Regions from separate parts of the Hordeum vulgare genome. Here region 1 is linked to region 2. Evidence: chromatin contacts called from public Hi-C data. All regions are on one chromosome and are shown on one strand. The core of a region is the stretch at or near the end of the contact, and the rest is flanking DNA. Distances in the headings are between cores, read along the strand shown.

The links. Hi-C and Micro-C count contacts between places; a contact is called where the count stands out from the background.
Region 1: a contact with region 2 is called in a Hi-C map of leaf, with 3 times the contacts expected there. The contact joins the enhancer-like site here to the promoter of LOC123442278 in region 2. A contact is called at or near these places in 2 of 6 Hi-C or Micro-C datasets (leaf and seedling).

The regions. Positions count from the first base shown.
Region 1 is chr1H:424,302,371-424,307,458 of MorexV3_pseudomolecules_assembly, reverse strand. LOC123442345 (E3 ubiquitin-protein ligase KEG) reads right to left here. Exons shown (of 15, transcript XM_045118359.1): 14 at 4,983-5,088; 15 at 2,969-4,855. The coding sequence ends at 3,299. Among protein-coding and RNA genes, the nearest start is that of LOC123442345, 17 kb to the right of the region's middle. Within about 2 kb of position 1,913, at least 2 of the 3 cell types and tissues checked have open chromatin away from gene starts, as enhancers often do. A contact at or near this core is called in leaf, where this site is marked.
Region 2 is chr1H:423,603,114-423,608,433 of MorexV3_pseudomolecules_assembly, reverse strand. It overlaps LOC123442278 (SNF2 domain-containing protein CLASSY 3-like), which reads left to right and starts at 2,446. Exons shown (of 5, transcript XR_006630462.1): 1 at 2,446-4,693.

The DNA.
Region 1 (5,088 bases), core at 664-3,163, 700 kb before region 2:
AGGAGGACCAGCCTCCGCCACAGATGCACATTCTCTCATAGGATGCGGTGTTTGCGATGGCGGATAGGGATTACGAGGAGCAGATGAAGCTCATGCTTCGTCACTCGCTCCTCCACCAACGCCCTACGCTTTCTTCCCACGTCCCCGGTGGCCGCACTACACACGGCGCAGGAGTAGGCGGAGCAGATCATCTAAGAGCGATAGGTGGCAGCCGGGAGGCCCTGTTGCAGCACCTCGCCCTACCATCGCCCGAAACCCGATGACGACGAGTTCGACAATGGCGACGATGACAATGATGGAGGTGTCGCCTGCTAGCCCGGCATAGCGTGCGAGGTCACTGTCAAATATAGGGTTGTATATGGTAGTTTAGTTTTTTAAGGTTTTTAGTTTATCGGACGAAACATTATGCGGTTTTATCTAAAGTTTATCCAAGTTTCAGTGAACATCATCCGGTTTGTTTAAATTTGTTCACTTTCGTTAAATTTTGTCCGAAATGCAATTGACATTTATGGCTAGCTTTGGATGACCAGCTCTTGTGTCAGTATCGTAAACTGGTCCCCACCGATGCGCAAACGAATAGGGAGTCTGGCTTGGCGGTCTTGGAGATGCCCTTATGAACCAAAAATTTCTCCCCCTTAGTTTTCATGGTTATATTAAAAAAAAGCTAAGTACAAACACTCTATTTCTTTTCTTTTTTTCTTGTAATGTACTCCTGCTTTTGCAACGGGAGCATGATGCGTCATTGATCCGCTCAGCAGCAACGAACTTGCCTCATTACTTTGTTGGTATGTTGATCTTCACTGGTCGATCTGGGAAACTAGGATGAAAATCCGTATCTTTGTTTAATCTGGCTGGACGTGACGACCATGACATGGGGGCATATATCTCTTCTTGAAAGCGTTGCTTGTTGTTGCACAAGAAATCGATTGTGCTAAAATTCGTATCTTGTAACTATGCTTGTTATGTACTCTTCTTGCTGATGTTTTTGGCTTGGTTGCCTTGCATCAATTTTAACAAAAATGATTGTGTGCATGGAATCACACTCGCTGGTTGCTCCACTGTATTTGCTTGATGTATAAGGTACTCTCCATTCTTCCTTTCTTGTTTACAATTCTATAAGGTACTGCCCATCACTCACTCACTTGCTCATGTGCCCCTGTTCGTCCGAGTGGCAAAGGAAATGGCGAAGAAAAGATGGAAGAAGGCTCAAAAAGGGGTAAACAAAAGATAAAATCAACAGAAAGCTCGAAATTATCACTAACAAAAACAATCGTGTCGTAAAGAAGGGTCGGTCTGGGGATGGCCCAGGTTGTTACAAACCTCTAATCATGCGTGTGGTTGCATTAACAAACTCTATCCTTGGAAAGCAACTAAGCTCTCTTTTCCAACAAATTCACTTTGTTTGTCTCAGATCGTCGGCATGTGATACACGCGAACCACCGCCCTGGTGTTTGCAATTGCAAGCACCAAACTGCAAAATTACACCAGCATAGTCAAAGGGATTAAACCCTTTACTTGTCCTTTGACAGGAAGCGAACCAAATCCCAGCGGATTCAGAGAAACTTCTCGGTGACAAAAGACACCCCACAAGGTGCATATCTGCGGCAGGTCTGAGCAATCCAAACCATGCATAATTAGTACTACATTTATCGTTGGTTAATAGGCCAAGCATGGGCTCTGCTCCGAGCACGCTTGGTCAGTCAAGATCTGCGCTGATGCTGACAGCACCCATCGGCCGTTAGAAAACGCTCACCAACACATCTTGGCACCAACTCCCAACCCAATCTAGCTTGTGATCGGCGTTATCCATCCGCTCCTTTTATCGGTAAGTGAGCACTAATAGGGTAGGGGGGAGCTTGTTCCGTTCCGATAAGCACCGGTAGGGGTTTGGTAGTAGCTAAGCTATGATCCAACTCCGGTCGGTCCGGTGGTTGCATGTAGATGATCTAATCCGGTGGGGTGTTCCTGCCCCTCCTATGCTGAACTGGTAGTAGGACTAGGAAGGATCAGATCGCATAATGCATGTCACTTACTGTCCACACACTTAATGAGCACTTTGTGCTTATATGATGTGCACTTTGAGAGCTTCAGTCATAAACTGGAGAAGATGCCGTGCACGAATCATTCTGCCGTCGATTTAAGACAATAGTGACTCCGATGCGGTGGGATGGTCCGTGTGGCACTGGTCACTTTTCATCAAGAGATATATTATCCTCTCTTTTTAATGGTAATGCTACTACATAAGAATACTGTTTCTTTTCTTCTGGATTTCTTTTTCTTCCTAGGGCAGAATGGCCTTTTTTGTAGTGCATAAGCAGAACCATATATTAAATATCGCAAGCTTGTAACTTTTGCCCTGTGCAAGTAGGCAACTTAAACAAGAGCAGCTCCTCTTTTCAGGTCCAAAGGTGGCTTGCGGTTGAATCGTCTCCCCATCTTCAACGCACGTAAGAAAGAAATTATGAGCAGGGAGGAATGCCGTGCCACTAGAAGTAGTGCTCACTGGATTATGTGTAGCTAAACGTGATTGGCCGCACTTGATTTTAATCATGGCAACGCTCATGGCTGTTGCCCGGGTTCAGGTGCCTCTGGACAACGCGAAATTTAGCCACTGCTGTTGGAACGAACATAGTATAAGCGAGCTTTCTCTGCGACTCGACAGCACTCGAAGAAGAAACAAACAGTACATGGTACTCTGATATGTTCCTCAGAACAGAAACTGTCTGATCCTGCGTAAGAGAAACACCAAATCTATCTTTTTCTTCATTCTGGGAACTGGAATGTTTTGCCAGAATCACCATAGATGCATGCATAGCAGTTAAAATCTCAACAGCTCGACAACATATACAGCAGCTTTGGGAAGAACGCACATGCAGCATTGATCTGCATCACAGCAGGAACACCTGCAGTCCACATTAAGCCACGGATTCTAAAATTCTACCAGCACAGCCGCCAAACAAGTCAAGGATACAGACAGGGGCACTATCAATTAAATTAATGTTCAGGTCCAAACCTGTACACTGCTATATGATACACTGAAAGAGAAAAAAAAAACGAGTCAGGCGCATAATTATACATGCATGCAAGAACCCTAGGTGCTGGTTATCATGTCTATTTCAAGGTTTTCACCCTCTCTTCTTCTTTCCCCTCCTGCCTATCAACACGCAAAATACAGCCCGCCATGCCTATCCGATGAAGATACCTATGTGCAACTTGCAACTCCACTGCATTAAATATGAAATGGTGCACAATGGAAGGGAGCAAGAAATCATGTATGGGGTCAAAAGAATGCCCAAGGCTATGAACAAATGCCATTAGAAGCTTCCGTCGGTGATGGGATATCATCGAGAATCACATCAGCAGGGTCCCCAACCCAAAGTCTGTCCCTCCACCGAAACTTGATCCTCAGCTTCCCATTTGCATCCACGCCTATAACCTCACCTTTACTTGCATATGTCTCCATACCCCATCCCCATCTCGGGGCAACAAGACCGGATCGGATCCGCACTCTGTCGCCTTGCCGGAAGGGCCTAACCTTCTCCACCTCCCAACCTTTGCATAACCATAGTCTCTCGCAGAAACAGAATGAAACCCAGAGCTCCCCAGCCCCGGCCCTGTGGACCACCCCTATGCTGTTGTGGTTCACATCACCCCATTGATATGTGGGGATTAGAACCGAGTCCTTAACCTTTACCCAGTCTCCAATGCAGACTTCCTCCTCTTCCTCCACTTTTTCCACCTCTGCTGGGTCTATCAACCAAGCCCTGGCACCAGCTGGTGTGTGAATCCTTAGCTTCCCATCAGCATCAACAGATGAGATGGTCCCTATACTTGAATGATTATGATTAGACCATCCAAATCTTGGCTGGCGGATACATCCTCTGATCCGCACACGCTGCCCAACAACAAACCTGCTGACTTCTTCAAGCTGGCTAGAAAACCCTATCCATCTTTCCAACTCACCGCAAAATGCCACATGGATGGTTCCATCCCAAGCATCATCTTCATATCCAATCCCATGCACCACCCCAATGCTACCTGGTTTGAGTGACTTCCAGTCATCTGCATTATTCTTCAGCCTTACCCAGTCTCCAACCTCAAAGACTTGCTCAATCTCTAGATCTGCAGGATCACCTCTCCACAACCCAGGGACACCAAAGATGGCCACCCTTACTTCTCCATCAGCATGTACACCAGCAATTATGCCCCTCGAATCAGGCTTTGCGTCTCTCCAACCCCATCTCGGCTCTGAAATTCCAGCACGGAACCGAACATGATGACCAATCTTAAAGGGCTGTACTTTCTCGATGTCTGTATTGTGAGTTAACCATTTCCCTTTCCTGAAACAACCTGCCAGCTCCAGGTAACCAGAGTCCTGAATGCTATGGACCACTGCTATGCTTATTTTTCCAACACTGTTCCAATCATAAGTAGGTCTGCTCCCAATACTTGGCTTCAAACGCACCCAGTCTCCAACCTCAAAAGCTGAGAGCCTCTCAGCATCACCTGGAGCGACCTTCCACAAGCTGTTTCTGCCGGAAACCTTAACATTTAGAGTGCCATCCATGTCTATCCTCGAGATGGCCCCAATGGTTGCTGCAGTTTCATTTGACCATCCAAGGCGTGGCTCAGATATGGAAGGTAACACATGAACCTTTTCACCCACTTCAAATGGCTGTGCCTTCTCTATGTCTGCTACCGAACAAAGAAAAAGCTTGCTTCTGAAGCAGAAAGCAACACCCATGTCCCCATCTTCTTCTAGACTATGAACTACACCGATGCTGCTACGAGTCACATCCTCCCAGCCATATTTTGGGGATGGGACTGTTGCTTTGACTCTAACCCAATCACCAACCTGCAAGCACAAACTGAAGATGAGGATCTAGGATGTGCTCTACAAATATCAGACAAAGAATAGCTCTAACACAAAACAGCAAAAAACTGAAAGTAGCTAATGAAGGGGGAAGTAGGAAGCTTCATACCTTAAAATCATCGATCTTCTCCATGTCTGATGGATCTGCCTGCCAATGTGCAGATCGATTAGGGATATCAATTATGAGCAGACCATCACTCTCGATGTCGATTATT
Region 2 (5,320 bases), core at 1,197-3,696:
TAGATTTCGGGCATTCAAGAGGGCCTCTTACTCGCTTTGCAATGGAGCAATCTACCTATTGTTGTTGAATCGGGCAGTTTAGAAGTAATGAAGATGATTCAAGGGGGAGATGCCAATAGATCTAAATATGTCTTTTTAATAAAGGAGATCAAAGATAGTTTGATCGAGCGTAATTCTTGTATTACTCATATTGCCCGTAGCAAAAACAATGCTAGTCACTTCCTGGCAAGTTTTGGACGATCACAATGCCAAACTGTTGTGTGGCTTGGTTTGGATCCGGATGCACTCCTTGGCATTGCGAGTCGTGATTGCAATCTTCGAGTGTTGAATAATACAAGTATTATCTCGCAAAAAAAGTAGTGTTTGTTCATTGTGTGTCCCCTTGATGCTTTATTTCGAACTAATAAAAATCATCTTATATAAAAAACACCTTGGAATAATGATTACGCACTTGTCCACTAAAAATAGGATCGGGCATTTTTAACTTGATTTGGTATTATGGATGTTAATATATTTTTATGTATTTGGTTAAAGTTTATAAAGTTTGACTTAAGACAAAGCTAATAGTCACAGTTTAGAAGACACAGTTAAATTTACGTGCATTTCTATAATAGATAAGGTATAGGGTGCATTGCATTTACTCCTAGCAGCTAATTAGTACTATGTTGTACTACTTCTATATGTATGTGTAATGTGAATGCTAGTTCTTAATCCATCTCACATTCAATCAATAACCACCTAGGTTATAGAGAATTTTCAATCACACGTTCTAAACCGTGAGGATTTAAAAATGCGTGAAGTAAATAAAATTGAAGCGAGTAGTAGTACGGATCATGGTTAATAGTATAGCCAGCTGCTGGCTATAAGGCTTTGCGATATCATCCATAACCCATTTTATAGCTAATATGTACAATGCTCCCTCCGTTCCTAAGGCCCTGGTTGGAACCACTCAGATTATATAATCCAGTTTTTATAATCTATTTTGTCTTCACACATGACAGATTATGGTGTAGATTATAAAAACTAGATAGACAGATTATTAAAAACTCATAATCTACTCTACCCCAGCTAAAATCAGATTATAAATTGCTAGTGACCCATTACCCTTGTAAAGTTGGATTTAATTACATTCCTACCACCGCCACCCTCCTCTTTAAAAAAAACAGAGGGCAGGCAAGCCATTATGCAATGTAAACCTGGATTACAGTTTATATAATCTGGCGTCCAAACATGTTCACCTCGATTATTTTTATAAACCAGATTATAATCTATCTTCATAATGCAGATTATCATAATCTATTGTGGTTCCAAACAGGGCCTAAATATAAGGTGTATTAGTTTTTCAAAAAGTCGACCGTTGTCTATGTTTGACCAACGTTATAGAAAAATATATAAATATTTACATTACCTAATATATATAATATAAAAGTATATTTCAGGGTGAATCTAGTGATAATGACTTCGTATACTAGATATTGATATTTCTGTGATAAAGTTTGAGAAGTTTGATTTTTTGAAAAAATAACACACGGAGGGAGTAATTGGTTAGAAATACTATTTTTTTATTATAAGGTTCATCTTTCATTCTTACAAAGTGTCTGAAAACACAGGCTAAAATTGACTCCTAACTAAGAATCCGGTTACTCAACTCTAATTGTGTTCGCTGTAAAACGCACAGTGGTTTTGGCCTTTACGCACCAATCCACTGCGAAATCATCGCGCTGGCCGTGTGCAGTAGATTAAATGCGCGCGGCCGTTAAGGATAGCCGGTAAAAGAGCGGCATGAATATAGCCAGCTCGAAAGTGAGCAGTAAATACATACAGGGCCAAATGGAAGCCCCGCAGTGGCCAGTGGTAACGGCTTTCACGCGTCCGTCGCTTCCGAAAGCGGCCGAAAGGCTGAGTGAGGGGGACGAGTGACGGTGGCACGGAACCCACGGCGGGATTCCCCTCTCTCCAGAGAGAGGAAAAGCCCGGAAAAGTGGCGACGACAAGGACGCACGCACGCGGCTGCAGGCCGGTTGCCGCACCCGATCCAGCCTCCTCGGACTCCGGCCCCGGCCCCGGCCGCCGTTTCGCGGGCTTTTCTTCTCTCCCCTCGTGGACCAGGGCCACCAAACCCCTCGCCCTGGCCCGCAAGTCAGCCGCGCTGGGCGTCGACATAAACCCCCCCCACCCCCACCCTCCGCCCGCTAACCGCGAGAGCGTCAGGTAGTAGTAGGACTAGTAGTACTACTACTACTACCATGCGTCTGCTGACTCCTCCCCCCACCTGACCTGACGACTCTCGCCTCCGCCGTTCCGGAAACAGACTCGCTCTCCCTTCCACGCCCCGCCCCGCATGGATCGCTCCGCTCGCCGCCGCGCCCGCGGCGGCGGAGGATCCCCGCCGGCGCCCTCCACGCGCGCGCGCCGCCGCGGCGCCGCCGAGGCGATCGTCATCGACCTCGATGCCGCCGACGACGGGGCGGCACCTGCGGCTGCTGCTGCCGCCGCTAGCAGGCGCTCCTCCTCCTCTTCGGCGGCGACGACGCCGGTGCCGCTGGTTGGGTCGGTGGCGACGCGGACCCGATCGAGGAGGCTGACGATGCAGCCGCCGGCGCCGGAGGAGGCGCCCAGGGCCAAGAGGAGGAGGAAGGGGACGACGGGCGCGGATGCCGACGGAGGCGGTGGGAGCAAGGGCGCCCGGCCTTCCAAGTCGGAAACGAGACCGAATCGTCGTGGGCGGCCCCCGCGCGCCTCGGGGAAGAGCAAGGAGGCAGAGGCGGAGGCGGAGGCGGATGCGCCCGCCTGTGGAGACTGGGTGGAGGTGCCTCGGTGTGACGGCGGTGGGCGGCGAGGTGATGATGCTTCCGGCGATGATAATGGCGAATCTCGCGCCGACGAGGCATGCGGCATTGGCCAGGGGAGCCACGAGCATCGCAGCGCCGCTAGTGGGGATCGAATCAATGAGCATCGTAGGAGTGGGGCGGTCAATGGTTCGAATTCCAGTCATCGTGGGAGTGAGGCGGTATCAGGCGATGCAGACAGAGGTCGGCTGGGTGCTGGTTTTCATGGGGACGAGGAGCATATGAACCAACAGGATACAGTGGACTGTGGAAACAGGGAGCTGCCGTCCGAGGGGGATGCCATGGGTGGGGAGGTCGCAGCATCTGAAGATGACTATGAAGATGACTATGACGACGAGATGTTGGAGGAAAGACTGGTTGCAGATCTGATCCGTACTTACAGTAATGGTGATAATTTGGAGGCAAGTAATGGTGCTTACGGTAATGGTGGTGATTTGGAGGAATCCGAGGATGAGATGGGATTCACTGATGATGGTGATGATGACGATTTTATGCATGATGCAGATGAATGTGGCATGTCTGAACCAATCAACGACGATGCTAAGGCGCCAATCAACGATGATGCTAAGGCGGGAGCGCAGGATCCGGTGGATCACAAGGTTGTTGCTGGTGAGGTTAGGTGCCATGAGGAGGACAAAGAAGAAGATGTTATCAAGGATGAGGTGGAGACAAAGCAAGAAGGAGCGACGGGCTTTAGTCAAGGGAAATCGCATATAGAAATTCTTGATTCCGACGAGGAAGTAAAAGTGCTCAATGATGCCAGTAAGGCCTCGAAGAGGAAACCGTTGCTGCGAAAAAAGGAACCTGTCGTGCCATGTGTTGCATGGAGGACTCGGTCATTATGGGGGCTTAAGCAAGATAGGATGTCGTACAATGCGTATTTTGAGGAGTTGTCCGATGAGCCAGAAGAGGAGGATGATTCAGAAGTGGAACTGGACGACGAGGATGGTGACAGTGACGACGATGACAATAGTGCCAGTCATGATTCAGAAGTGGAACTGGAAGAAGAGGAAGCAAAAATGAAAGCGAAAGAGGAAGAAGAGGCCGAAATGAGAAAACGCAAGAAAGAAATGGCCTCATCTTCGGTAAAAGTAAGGGCAGGGCATTTGCCTCTTTATATGAATAATAATAGAGGGAAGAGAATACAAAAAGCAACCCCAAACAGGTGCAACAACTCAAAGCCAGGGAGGAGGATACAAACCCACCACAGAACTGACTCATCTGATGATGAGATAGGTGATCATACTGTAGCAGATGGTTTCAAGTGGGAGGTTCACAAAAAACCAGGGATTCAACCACTGAACTTTGATAAAGATGGCAGCGAGGGTCCAGTGGGCAATGACATTACGCAGCATCAGAAGCAGTCATATTTTACTTGGGATCTTGAGAGGAGGAAAAGGCTGAAGCTTGAAACGACGACTAAGGAACGTCAATTGTTTGAGCGGCATTTGGATTCGGATTCTAGCCCATCCAGTTCGGATCAGAACAAAAGGCATGGTGATGATAGCAAAATTGGGAGGGAAAAGAAGCATTTGTCATCAAAATCTGGAAAATCTGCCAAGAAATCCAGTCGTTTAGGTGCAAAAACGCTAAAGCGGCAGTCACTTCTGAAGCTTCTGATGGATAAAATGTGTAGTGATAAAGATGGAGGATTCTCTCCTTTTGAGCAGCATCCTCAGTTCGACTATAATTTCAAGGATCCTCATCCATTGGTATTCTCATTTGGCACTGAAACTTCTACACCAGCTGACATACCAGAGCAAAGTGCCAAAGAAAATATGCTATGGGGTGACTTTGACTTTGCTTTAGAATCAGAGAATATTGGAACCTACTATGATGACGAGGTACGTTTGTATTGCAGCATGACAATTGTCTCTGACCTTGCAGATGCATGACTGTTATTCTTCTGTTTTCCTCCGTGTTGTTGATTTGATTATGGTAACCAATCCCTTATTTTTTTAAAGTAGGTGTTCAATTTTAAAATTTCTGCAGTTGTTTAACTAGACCTGGCTATAAGCTAATAACTGCACAGACTGAGCTGTATCGAGATGATATCCAATCTGAATATATAACATGATTAACTTCTGAAGACTCAGACTAGACCAGTTTAAGGAACATGGAGCTTATGATTCACGCTGATCAAGAAAAAAGAAGGGATTTCACCTAATGTGACGCTGACCCATCGCAGCTTCATCCCTGTATCCTCAGATAAAAGAACAGGACTAGTTTCATAATTTCAATGTTTACCAATATTTTAAGGGAACACGCTTTGAGAGTGATTATCTCTGCTTGGCATGATCAGCTAATGTTGACACAGACCATACTTTATGCTACTAACTGGTGGCGGAGCTTCCCTAGGGCCAAAGGGGGCCATCGCCTCCCTACTCTAGAAAATCCATCATGTGTATACACTTAATGTTGGGCTTAAGTATCAAATATTAGTCAAAATTGAAGCATAATTTGCATTCTTT